4 separate regions of the Mus musculus genome follow, and all the other regions are linked to region 4. The links are chromatin contacts, called in public Hi-C, Micro-C and promoter capture Hi-C maps. All regions are on one chromosome and are shown on one strand. Each heading gives the region's core, a stretch centred on a gene start, on an enhancer-like site or on the middle of the called end of the contact. The rest is flanking DNA. Distances are from core to core; before and after follow the strand shown. Region 1 holds the start of Garre1 (granule associated Rac and RHOG effector 1). Region 2 holds the start of Gpi1 (glucose-6-phosphate isomerase 1). Region 3 holds the start of Uba2 (ubiquitin-like modifier activating enzyme 2). Region 4 holds the start of Gramd1a (GRAM domain containing 1A).

Region 1 (2,779 bases), core at 106-2,605, 3.2 Mb after region 4:
AAGACAACAATGGTTACCTGGATGACTATACTGCCACTTGGGAAATATGTCTTAAAAATAAAAACAAATACAAAGGCAAGGCCTCTTGGCCTGTGTCTTTAATTCTAGCACTTGAGAAACTGAAGCAGAGAGATCTCTGTGAGCTTAAGGCCAATCTGGTCTACACCGTGGGGGTCTGTTCAAAATAAGTATGAGTAAATAAACAAATTTTTTAAAAAAGGTTAAAAATGTTAAAGCAATTATGAGAAGCAAACACAGATGTAATTTTCTACAACAGTGCGTTTGAGGTTTCCAAGCATATCCACAAGGAGAAAAACGGAATGTTACCTTTGACCCCCATTTGTAAATTTAGCCGAAGACAATAATCAAATAAATCCTTTTTGCCACAAGTGTTTTTTCTTGTGACAGGGACAATCAAATATTCATTAGAGTTTGGATAAATTATGGTACTCGATGTTCTACTACAAAACCTCTAAGAGTGACAGTATATATATCTGCACTTACTGATGTCACCAAAATGTTAGGAGCGGTTGTCACCGAGTCGCCGTGGTCATTTTCCCTCCTGACACTTTGTATACAGTGGCGAGTGTTTTTTACAAGGACAGAAGAATGAATCGCTTTCATAATGGCAACGGGTGGGGAAGGGCAAGGACAATCTATTTTCAAACTGGGGGCTCCCCAGGCTGATCGTTTCCCAGGCAATTTTGGTTAAAGTATAAACAAAATTCTTATCATGCCAAACAGGCATGCTCTTTTTCCCCTGCTCCACGAGGAGCAGGAAGACACACCCCTGACCCCGGCGCTCGCCCGACGGGTGTGGGTCCTTCCTCAGTCCTAGCCCAGCCTCGGCCCTCCTCTGACCCCCGCCGCGCCCACGGGCTCAGAGGGAGCCAGGAAGGGGCGCGCGGCCGGCCGGGGAGCCGCGGGGCGGCCTGAGGGCAGCGGCGCCCGCCTGTGCCCGTGGACCCAGGTCGCCCACAGGCCGCCAGCCCCGGGCGCACGGCGCCCCGAGCTTCCGGGAGCGGATCCCCCGCGGCGGCCCAAGGCAGCCGCGTCCTTCAGCGCCAACGCGCCCCTCAGGGTCTCGTCCCGGGCGCGCGCCGAGAGGCCCCTCCGGGCTTCCGTCCGCCCGGCCAGCGCCCGCCGAGCCCGGCGTCCTCCACAGCAGGCGGGCGAGGGACGGCGCCGAGGGAAGCGGCACCCCGCGAGCTCGCCTCGATGCCAGTCGCCCTTGCGACCCGCCGCCCGCTACCCCTAGCCAGTCCCCGCCGACCCGAGCCCGCTGGCGACCGTACCTCACCTGCGAAGCGCCCCGGCTCCGGCGCACCGCCCGGACCGGCTGTGTACACCGGAAGTGACGTCGGCGGGCGGCCCCGCCCCCGCCCCAGGCGGTCGCTGCGGTTTCCCCGGCCGGAGCCCACCCTCCCCTCGTGCTGGATGGGCGGCGGCGAAGCTCTGCGTTCCCTCCCTGTTTCCAGACCTAGTCGGAACCCTGCTGAGGGGCTCGGTTGCGTCCTCGCGTATTTATCATTGAAATTAATGATAGAACCATTGATCGCTAGACATCACACCTGACAGACGATGTAGGAGCGGGATAGTACTAGCACCCTCAGGGATTGCTTCGTGAGCGGTGCCAACAGAATACTACTGTCACAAATCACTGTAATGATGTAGTGCCATTTGTGGCAGATGGTAGGAGGGGAAAGTAGAAGAGAGAAGGAGAGAGTACCCCGACCCAATGGAAGTGGATGTCCAGATAATTACCCTCCGGGTTAGATCAAGAGCTAAGATCCCTAAAAGAAAAAGGAAAAAAAAAAAAAAAAAAAAGGAATTTTAAAACAAAACCTGAGGAGGACTACATGACAGCACACAGCAAAACACAAATAGGCGAAAGGGACCCGAGATCGTAGCTCGGAGATAGAGTACTACTCAACTTGTCAGGGGCACATATTACAGCCCCAGGGTTTTGCAATGAGAGTTTGGGAGGTTAAGACACATGTTTTAGGCTGGGAGTGGTGGTGCATACCTTTAAGTCCCAGTCACTCAGAAGACAGAAGCAGGCAGATTTCTATGAATTTGAACCCTGCCTGGTCTACATAGCAAATCCAGGGCTAGCCAAGGCTACATAGAACCTGTCTCAAAAAAAAAAAAAAAAAAAAAAACCACACACACACAAAAGGTGAATAATTATCAAATGTTTCATTGTCAGAAAACTAGAGAAGATAGGATTTATCTAAGAACATTCCAAACTCCCTGTTTTAAACAAGGGCTTATTTGGCAGTACTTGGGAAGCTGTCAGGATTGCCCAGACTCGAGGTCTGAAACCCGGAGGCAGGAATGGTTGTATCAGGCTGAAATCCAGTTTAGTGGTAAAGCACTTACTTAGCACAGGACAGGCATTGGGTTCACCCTCAGCATTAGGGGAAAGTATGGATGTAGATTTTGATGCAGTATTTGAAAACAACAAAATCTTTCAGGACTGGGTTGTGCTTGGCCCCAGATCCTAGGGTGCTAGAGACTCAGTGATCATTAAAGGTCCACCCAGGTCAGGGGCTACAAAGTTGACGTTCTCACAGTGATAAAGATGAAAGACATAAACACTTAGAGGAGTAACTGAAATGAAGGCAAATTTATTACAGAGAAATAAAGAAAAGTTAAAAAAGGGTGGTTGTGGGGCTGGTGAGATGGCTCAGTGGGTAAGAGCACCCGACTGCTCTTCCAAAGGTCCTAAGTTCAAATCCCAGCAACCACATGGTGGCTCACAACCACCCGTAATGAG
Region 2 (2,807 bases), core at 245-2,744, 3.1 Mb after region 4:
AGCAAGGGTGAAGACACAGGGCGATGCTGATAACGGTCGGCAAAGAGGAGGAAGAGGGGGGGGGGGCGGCGGGTGTAACTGCTTACCTCGGTGTAGTTGATCTTGGAACCACTGAACATGTTGTCCCGTGCAGCCTCCACGCCTCTGGACTTGGCCTAGGGAGAGAAGCCACTGCTGAGGTCTTGTATCCCATCCCCCATCCTCATCACCTATCACAAGTCCAGCCCCCCTCCCCCCCCACTCCCCCCCCCCCTTGAGGCTGACAGATGTTCTTCATAGACAGATTCCTTTTCCAGCATCTTCAAAGAGTCTGCTCAATCAGCAGGGGGCCTGGAGATCCCTGGGATACCAACTCCACACCGGGACCTAGAACCCAAAACAAAGCGCAGCCCCCACCCACAACCCAACCCAGAGATCACAACTCCCCAGTCAGAACATTACCAGCTCCACCAGCATCTGCATCACCTCCTTGTTCACAAGGTTCTTGGAGTAGTCCACCAGAATATGCCCATGGTTGGTGTTGAGGTTCAAGCTGCAGAAAGATGGAGACGCTGCTGGTCACACCCCAGCGGCAGTGCCTGGCCACAAAGGCTGACCTGTAGCAGTGTTAAGTAGTGTAGGAAGCCACGCCACAGAAAGAAGATGTAGACAGATCCTGGGCAGAACTTCCCCCTTCAAGCTCCACATCTCAAACTTACAAGGAAACACCCAGGGAGAGGTATCAGGGACGTCCAGTGAGGAACCACAGGTGGTCATCCCAGGTCCCTCGCCTCCTGGCATCAGTGACAAGGCACGAAGATGCATCACATGTACGATTTCTTCCACCCTCCCTTCTATTTCGCAGTCGCTCACAAGTCTCTCTGGCCTCTGCATCCTGCCTCCGCCGCTCTATTTTTACACCGTGGCTCCCAGGAAATCTCAGCCTTACCCACCCTGTCTGACCAAAGCCCACTAGGAGCAGGTGGGAGGGGACAGCTCTCTCGTGCCTGTCGAGCCAGCAGCGGCTGCTCCTCCTCATGGGTGGTTAGAAATCCCTACTCAAATGGCTGAGACTGAGAGGCGGGGGCGAAGGGATCCCCAAGGAGGAGCCGATTCCTCCTAATGACTAAGCAGCCTCGGCCCTCTGGCTAGCACGCGGGTCCCAAAACCCACTCCAAGGAGGCATCAAGGACAAAGTGCGGCCCCGGCCTGGGCCCTGCAGGGCTGCTGGGGGGGGGGGGGTCACGGGAGCCCCGACCCCGTGCGTGCACCTGAAGTTGTTGAAGCGCTCCGGATCCGCCTCAAAAAGTTCGCGCAGCTTGAGGTTGGCAGAGTTCGCGCGGTGCCACTCCAGGAGCTTCTGGAACTGCGGGTTCCGGGTGAGCGCAGCCATGGCGAGGGACCCGAGAGGTACACGGAGCAGGACGTGCTCGGAAGAGGAAGGAAAGAGGAGCGGCGGCGCGCGGCAAGTCGGTACCAGTGCGCGCAGCGGGCTTTATGGCGCAGGCGTCCGACCCCGCCCCGCCTCCGGCCCCGCCCCACCTCTGTCCTCCGCGTCCGCTAGGCGACCTTGCCGGCAGCTGTAGATCTGGGGGCCTCTGCTGGCCTCTCTGTAACACAAGTGTGGCCACTTGCGATGAACCTTGGCTGGCTTCTGTTCGGAAGTGACTTGAAGGGCAGAGGCGGAGTTTCTCGTGCCAGATCCGCTTGCTTCTTTCATTCATTCATGTATTCAATTCAGCAGAACTTTTTTTTTTTAAAGAATTTATTTACTATATGTAAGTACACTCTAGCTGTCTTCAGACACTCCAGAAGAAGGAGTCGGATCTCCTTACGGATGTGTTTGCTGGGATTTGAACTCAGGACCTTCGGAAGAGTAGTTGAGTGCTCTTACCGGCTGAGCCCAATTTAGCAGAACTTTATGGAATGCCTTCCTGGTTAGAGGTACTAAAGCAAGTGTTGTGGGTACGTAAGCCAAATAAGTAAATAGAATTTATGGGATTTCAGAGCTGGCAAGTGCTCCTGAGAAGAGGCAAACTGGATGAAGCCCCAGAGATGAAACTGTGGTTAAGAACACATAGTTCCCTTGCAGAGGACCTGAATTGGGTTCCCAGTACTCATAACTGCCTGTAACTCCCGCTGCAACCAATGGGAATACCAATGGCACTTGCATCCTTATGCTCATACCCACCCCACACATAATTAATGCTAAAATTATATACCCACCCCACACACATAATAAAAATTGTATGTCCACTCCCACACATAATTAATAAAATATCCACCACACAATAAAAATGAAATTATATGTATATATATTTAAAGGCAGGTTGGAAATAAGCATTTCCTTTAACTAAATGGTTAAGAAAAAAAAATTCACTCTTTATTATATTTGAGTAAAAGCATGAAGGGGAAGAAATGAGCCAGTTGGCTACCTGGAAGGAAAGTGTTCAGTCAAAGGGAAAAGACACTGCAAAGTCTGAGACAAGAGCACCCATAGATGTCCCACAAACAGCACCCATAGATGTCCCACAAACAGAAGACACATGTGGCTGGAGTGGAGCAGATTAGGGGAAGAAGTCATAGAGGTGACATTAGAGAAGGGAATTCACCCAGTGGCTTACAAATCATTGTGAGAATTTTGATTTCTGTTTAGAGATGAGGAGCCACTGAACAAGTCCACATGGAGCAGGGACTTTATCTGACACACTGCCTAATGGATCAGTTAGCTCAGTGAGCTAAAGCAGGTCCTGAGGGAGGGAGCTTCAGTCAAGCAGGAGGAGACGGACATAGAGGATGGAATGAGTGAGGGATCCATAATCGCCTAG
Region 3 (2,853 bases), core at 353-2,852, 3.0 Mb after region 4:
CTAGGAGCCGTCGTAGATGGCTAAACAGTTAAGAGTGCTGGCTGCTCTTGCATAGGACCAGGGGTTCAATTTTCAGGCTCAACATGGTGAGTCACAGCCATTGCTAACACCAGCTCCAGGGATCCAACGCCCCCTTCTGGCCTCTGGGGGCACCAGGCACAGACACAATGCAGGCAAATGGCCCATACACGTAAAATAAAGGAAAAAGTTTAAAGTAAAATTAAATTTTAATCTAATTGCTACTTTAAAGGGGAAAAGAATTAACATCATTTACATTCTATTTCAACAAACTTACATAAGCAACAAAATGTTCTCATCATCAAACATTCTAAAGTTTAGAGTAGTATGGGAAAATTATGGAACATAATCATTGAAATATTCATTTGTACTTCAAAGTTCACTATAAAAATTTAACCAAAGAAAATTAAAACAGAGAACAAGCATTTACTTTTTCAATTCACTCCTGTCTATTGAAAAATCTACTCTTAAAATAGCATCAAGCGTCACTAGCATATTATGGATTATACTATTTTCTATGGACCAAAACTGGGTGTGAAGCCTGACCAATGAAGAATGTTTCCCTCCAATTCTGCCTCAGCTGAAACCCTGACACCTGCAATTTCATCCCGTGTTTCTGTTAAACCTTAAGGCATCTTCAATTCACATCCAAGGTTCATATAATATCTCCAACACATTCACAAATTACAGGGGTTTCCTGTCATTGCACATTACGCTAACGCAAAACTTAAGAATCCTGACAACCAAAAAAAAAAATTTTTTTTTAATTTCTTGGGTAAGATGTTGCTACGTAGCCCAAGCGGACCTCAAACTTCCAGTTCTACAGTCTCTCGATGCACGGATTACAGTCTGTCACCCAATCCTGCAAACCCCAGGGAGTATCTATAATGACATAAACACGGATCTGCACGATGCCCAGACCAGAGGAGCGCGAGCCCCAAGGAGTCTAACCAGCCACTTACGGCGTGCCCCCAGGGTAAGTTACTCAACCTCATAGCGTCTCACTTTCCTCATCTGTTAAAAATAAAACGGGATGCAGACAGCACTTGCAACCTGAGGGCCGGTGGCAGACTCGGGAATGAATGCACGTGTGCACGCCCGGCGTGCTGTGGCTGGTGGCTGCAAACCGCTCGGCCGCGGGATCGTTATTTTAAGTTGGAGAATATTTGAATTAAAGTCACAGCATCTACAGGGTCTCTTCTTGCATCCCAGTGTAACTGGGGAAACTGCCTCGGGAGGCGGCGCGCGCAGGCCCAGGGAGCCGAGGGCCGCGAACAGGAGGTCCGGAGAGCCGGAGTCCCGCGTCCCACCAACCCGCTTCCCGCACGGTGATCCTAACCCCAGGCCTCTCGGGCCGCGCCGCCCTGACTCCCGCCCGGAACCGGGCCCCGCAGGCAGACCGCCATTCACCCGGAGCCCGGGCCTCACCAGGTCGATGTGGGAGAAGCCAGTGAGCACCAGGTTCTTGAGCAGCTCACAGCCGATCCCACCCGCGCCAACCACCAGCACCCGGCCGCCGGACACCGCCTCGGCCAGCTCCCGGGGCAACCCCCGCGACAGTGCCATGGCGGGACGTCTACGAGCCGCCTCACAGTCGGAGGCGGGAGAACCAGAGCGGCAGCCGGAAGTCGGTGGGGGAAGGGCAGCGCAGCTTCCGCTCCTGCGCAGTGCGGCCGCCATCCCGCCCCGGGATGGGCTCAGGCGACACCCTGAGTCCTGGGATTACTTCTCACACAATTCCAGAGGAACACAAACCAGCTCTCAGCCTGAGATGCCTAGGGTCACCTTCTAAAGACCTCGGTTTGAATTCCCAACAAAAGCTCTTTATTTAAAGGTTAAAAAAGCTATGACCCGGCCGGGAAGTGGTGGCACACGAGGAGGATTTCTGAGTTCGAGGCCAGCATGGTCTACAGAGTGAGTTCCAGGACAGCCAGGGCTACACAGAGAAGAAACCCTGTCTCGAAAAAACAAAAGAAAGAAAGAAAAAAAAGCAGGAAACACATATTAAACGACATACAACATAGCCACATTTATCAATATACTCCATGAGCTGGACCGATGGCCCAGAGGTTAAGCGCACATACTGCTACTGCAGAGGACCTGAGTTCAGCTGTCAGCATTCATATTAGGCAGCTCAACACTACCTGTAACTCCACCTACTAGGGATCTAACACACTCTTCTGGCCTCAGCAGGAAAACAGACACACATACTGCTTACATCCTCACAAATACATTCTCATACACATAACAAAAAATAACAATAAACCTTACAACTATATTCCAATATTAAAATTTTCAGCAATGCAAAAACTGCTATTATTTTTGCACCCACCAAATTGATGAAATATACTGTGGCTTTTGTCAACCACTCATGACTGCTAACGCTCTTGCTTCTGTTGACCATTGTTTGTCAATCATTCATGGCTGGTAACACTCTGAGGATAAGCCATGGAGCTAGAATGCCTCAGATGGAAATCAGGTCACAGAAACACTAATTTTCCTCTACTTTTCTGTCTTGGAACTGACTGTAAAGAAGTTCTCTGATTCACGCTGACTCCGGTACAGTCAGCATCAGTTATGAGACTGTTTCCTGTGTGTCTGCCACATGTACACACACTACATGTGGAGGCTAGTGTGCCCTTCCCCCCAGCCTTGAGCTGGCTGAATCAGACCGGTTTCTGCCACAGTAGGCTAGCCCACCCAGGGTGGAGTCTTCTGACCTAGGTGAAGTCTTTTGTCTGCCACATCTGCAGCTTCCTGCAAGAAGCTACCTGCAGAACAGCTGAGCTTGCTTTCCTGAGGTGATCCTGACAAAGTGGGGGATGGGTCTCCCCC
Region 4 (2,773 bases), core at 234-2,733:
TGCCAGATATTGAAGGGTCAGCATGAGGAGGGGCAGGCTTTGCAAAGCAGTTAAGTTTACACCCAACATCCCAGGAGGGAGGGTTCTCAGCTGAGAAAACCACAAGGGGTCTCTGTCTCTTTCAACAGACAAAGCCACAAAGGGTCTGAGAGACAGAGACAATCTCCCACACACACCCAAGGCATGCAACAATGCCACATTTGGATACACTGGGACTTTCCCACAGACGGAATCAGAGGTAAGTGAGCCACCCACAGGGCCCAGTGACACCACACTGTCACCGGTAGACACATGCAATTTCTACTTGTTCACGGAACCAAAAGACATCCAAATGTGGATGTCAGGCGCACAGCAGCTGAGCCCCAACCACATGCACACATACTCAAATCACAATGAGAGCTCACGGAGGTAACTCACAGACGTAATTCATGGTGAATTATAGGTACAGTCAGCCAAGAGACTGAAGCGGAATGCTGTACAAGTCACAATGAGGCACAAGCTCAGAATGTGTGATTTGCACACGGTGCCACAAAGAAAATGAGACACGTCTCACACACAACCACAGTGGGTCCAAGAGCACCAGATGCACTCGACCTGGGTGGTAGCCATCACACAGAAGATGATAGATAACATACAGACAGCCACACAACATTGCCCCAAAGAATCCCAGCTGTTACACACACACACACACACACACATACACACACACACACACACACACCACGCTGAGCACAATCACAAACGGAAACCCGCAGGCACAGGTGACCAGGCAGGAGTGGCGGGGGCGGGAGGGGGGCAGAACACACCCGACCCCCACCCCGCCGAGATCTCAGGCTCAAAGAAGCTCCTTTTCCCCAGCCCCCACGACAAACGGGGACCACCGACCGGAGGATCTGCGGGGCCTGCCCAGTAATGGGGATGGGGGGTGGGGCTGCTCGCGGCCCTTTCATCTGGGTGTTGGGTCAGGGCTCCCCGTAGGGGGACGATCAGGGCCTAGAGGAGCTCCCCGCTGCCCATATGCGTCCCAGGCCGGTAGTGACGCCCCAATCTTGGGTCTCGCCGCCAGGTTGCAATCCCTCACGTGTACCCCTTCTGGTCCCCAGCGGGGTCGCTCCTACATGCACCAGCTTGGAAACCCAGCTCCGGCCCTCTGCCGCAGCCCGATCGCACCACCGTCCCCGCTTCCCACCCCGAGGCCCGGTGCTTACTCGAACATGGATGCGGCGCCCCGGCTGCAGGGCAGGACCCGGCCGGCTGCTCTGAGATGGGCCTCCCGGGCCTCGCCTGCCTCGGCCGCCGCCTCCACCGGACCCTGCCACCCGCACAAAAGGCCGGAGCCGCCGGAGGCCGCCTCGGCGTCAGCGACACCCCCTTCCTGCTCCCGCCCCGCGCGTCACGGCGCCGCCCCCGCCGGGAGGGGGACATGGACGCGAGCGCGGGCCTAGGCCTAGGATGGCTGGGGAAAGAGTCCGGCTGGGAGACAGAAGAAAATTTTTATTTAAAATGAGCAGCCTGGGCGGGGCGTGATAGCGCACGCCTCACATCCCAGAGGCTGAGACAGGAGGATTGGCATGAGTTCGAGGCCAGCTTGGGCTACATAATGAATTCCAGGCCACTGGAATGCAGAGTGAGAATTTGTCTTCAAAACAAATGAGCAAACAAGTTTAAACACCCTGGGCTTCTCCCCTGGACCCAGAAGAGTCTCTGAGAAGTGGGATGGAGGTGGGTGACAGGCTGATGCTGGGAAGAACTGGCCTGGGGCGGAAGTCTGGGGGTGGGGTCGGGGAACCACAGCTGGAGGGTGGAAAGCCTCTTCCCGTTCTCCCCACCCAGCCTCAGAACCTCAGTTCCTGCCTTAGAAGCGTTCACTTTTCCGCGCGCGCGTGTGTATGGAGACTTCCCCAGCCTAATCGTGCAGACCACGTCAGATTCCAGCCCACCCGGCTCCTAGCAGTGCTGTGTGCGCTTGGGCAAGTCCCTCAGGCCTGGGGAGCCCCCTGCTCCCAGGCAAGGGGTTTCCCCCAGAACAGCACAGGGGCAGGGCTCATCAGCGTTTTTGATACTGGGAAGCCTGCCGAGCCTCAGGACGGGAAATGACCATACATTGCAGTGTAGGACGAGTTCTTGTGCCAGCCAGCCCTGCACCCACCTCTGCAAGCCAGGCGTGGTTGTCGTCCTTGTTGGAGAACACAATGTGAACGAGCCTCTGGCTTTGGGACCCAGCCCAGGGATTTCTCCCCACCCCTCTTCGGCCTTCAGCCTCTTGTCCAGCTACAGTAGGCCCAGTCCCACCTTGTTTGGTTTCCATTCCTATCCCGCTCTGTTACCACTTACAGCCAGAGCTCTAGCCTGTGAATCGCCAAGTCTGGCCAGAGGCCTCTTGGCTTCAAGCCCTACCCTGGCTCCACCTCATTCCTTGTTTTAAAAAAAAAAGTGCTCATCTTGGTGTCCAGAGCCCTCCTGATTGGGCCCCTTCCACCTGTCTGTCTAACTGGTTCCTCCTTAGCCTCCTGGTTGATTATCCCAGGTGTCAATCTACCCCCCTGCTCATCCCACCTGCCTCCGGCCTCAGGACCTTTGCACTGCTATCCCTTCCACAGGAGGAAGCTCGCTCTTCTTGCATGGCTGCCTTCCATCTTTCTGTGTTGCTCTTTTTATACGTCCGTAGCTTGTTTACTCTTAGAAAGACATTTACTTCGGTGGTGAGGGCTTGGGTGGGTTGGATATCATTATATAGCCTGGGCTGGCCTCAAACCTCAGTATGTAGCTGAGT

What was found. Promoter capture Hi-C pulls out the DNA fragments that hold promoters and counts their contacts. A called contact is a pair of places that touch in the nucleus more often than the background predicts.
Region 1: a Micro-C map of embryonic stem cells shows a contact between it and region 4, with 5 times the contacts expected there. The contact joins the promoter of Garre1 here to the promoter of Gramd1a in region 4. A contact is called at or near these places in 1 of 39 promoter capture datasets (second pharyngeal arch cranial neural crest) and 1 of 484 Hi-C or Micro-C datasets (embryonic stem cells).
Region 2: a contact with region 4 is called in a promoter capture Hi-C map of pre-B cells. The contact joins the promoter of Gpi1 here to the promoter of Gramd1a in region 4. A contact is called at or near these places in 3 of 39 promoter capture datasets (the HPC-7 cell line, cranial neural crest and pre-B cells).
Region 3: a contact with region 4 is called in a Hi-C map of embryonic stem cells, with 2.5 times the contacts expected there. The contact joins the promoter of Uba2 here to the promoter of Gramd1a in region 4. A contact is called at or near these places in 1 of 39 promoter capture datasets (stem cell-derived epiblast-like cells), 1 of 484 Hi-C or Micro-C datasets (embryonic stem cells) and 4 of 115 datasets of contacts at active chromatin or transcription factors (acute myeloid leukemia, embryonic stem cells and pro-B cells).

The regions. Positions count from the first base shown.
Region 1 is chr7:34,312,192-34,314,970 of GRCm38.p6, forward strand. It overlaps Garre1 (granule associated Rac and RHOG effector 1), which reads right to left and starts at 1,356. Exons shown (of 14, transcript NM_172741.3): 1 at 1,301-1,356.
Region 2 is chr7:34,228,842-34,231,648 of GRCm38.p6, forward strand. Gpi1 (glucose-6-phosphate isomerase 1) reads right to left here and starts at 1,495. Exons shown (of 18, transcript NM_008155.4): 1 at 1,251-1,495; 2 at 442-532; 3 at 87-155. The coding sequence starts at 1,372. It overlaps Gm12762 (a long non-coding RNA gene), which reads right to left. Exons shown (of 2, transcript XR_881947.3): 2 at 2,341-2,807.
Region 3 is chr7:34,166,927-34,169,779 of GRCm38.p6, forward strand. It overlaps Uba2 (ubiquitin-like modifier activating enzyme 2), which reads right to left and starts at 1,603. Exons shown (of 17, transcript NM_016682.2): 1 at 1,447-1,603. The coding sequence starts at 1,584.
Region 4 is chr7:31,149,688-31,152,460 of GRCm38.p6, forward strand. It overlaps Gramd1a (GRAM domain containing 1A), which reads right to left and starts at 1,484. Exons shown (of 19, transcript NM_027898.4): 1 at 1,209-1,484. The coding sequence starts at 1,216.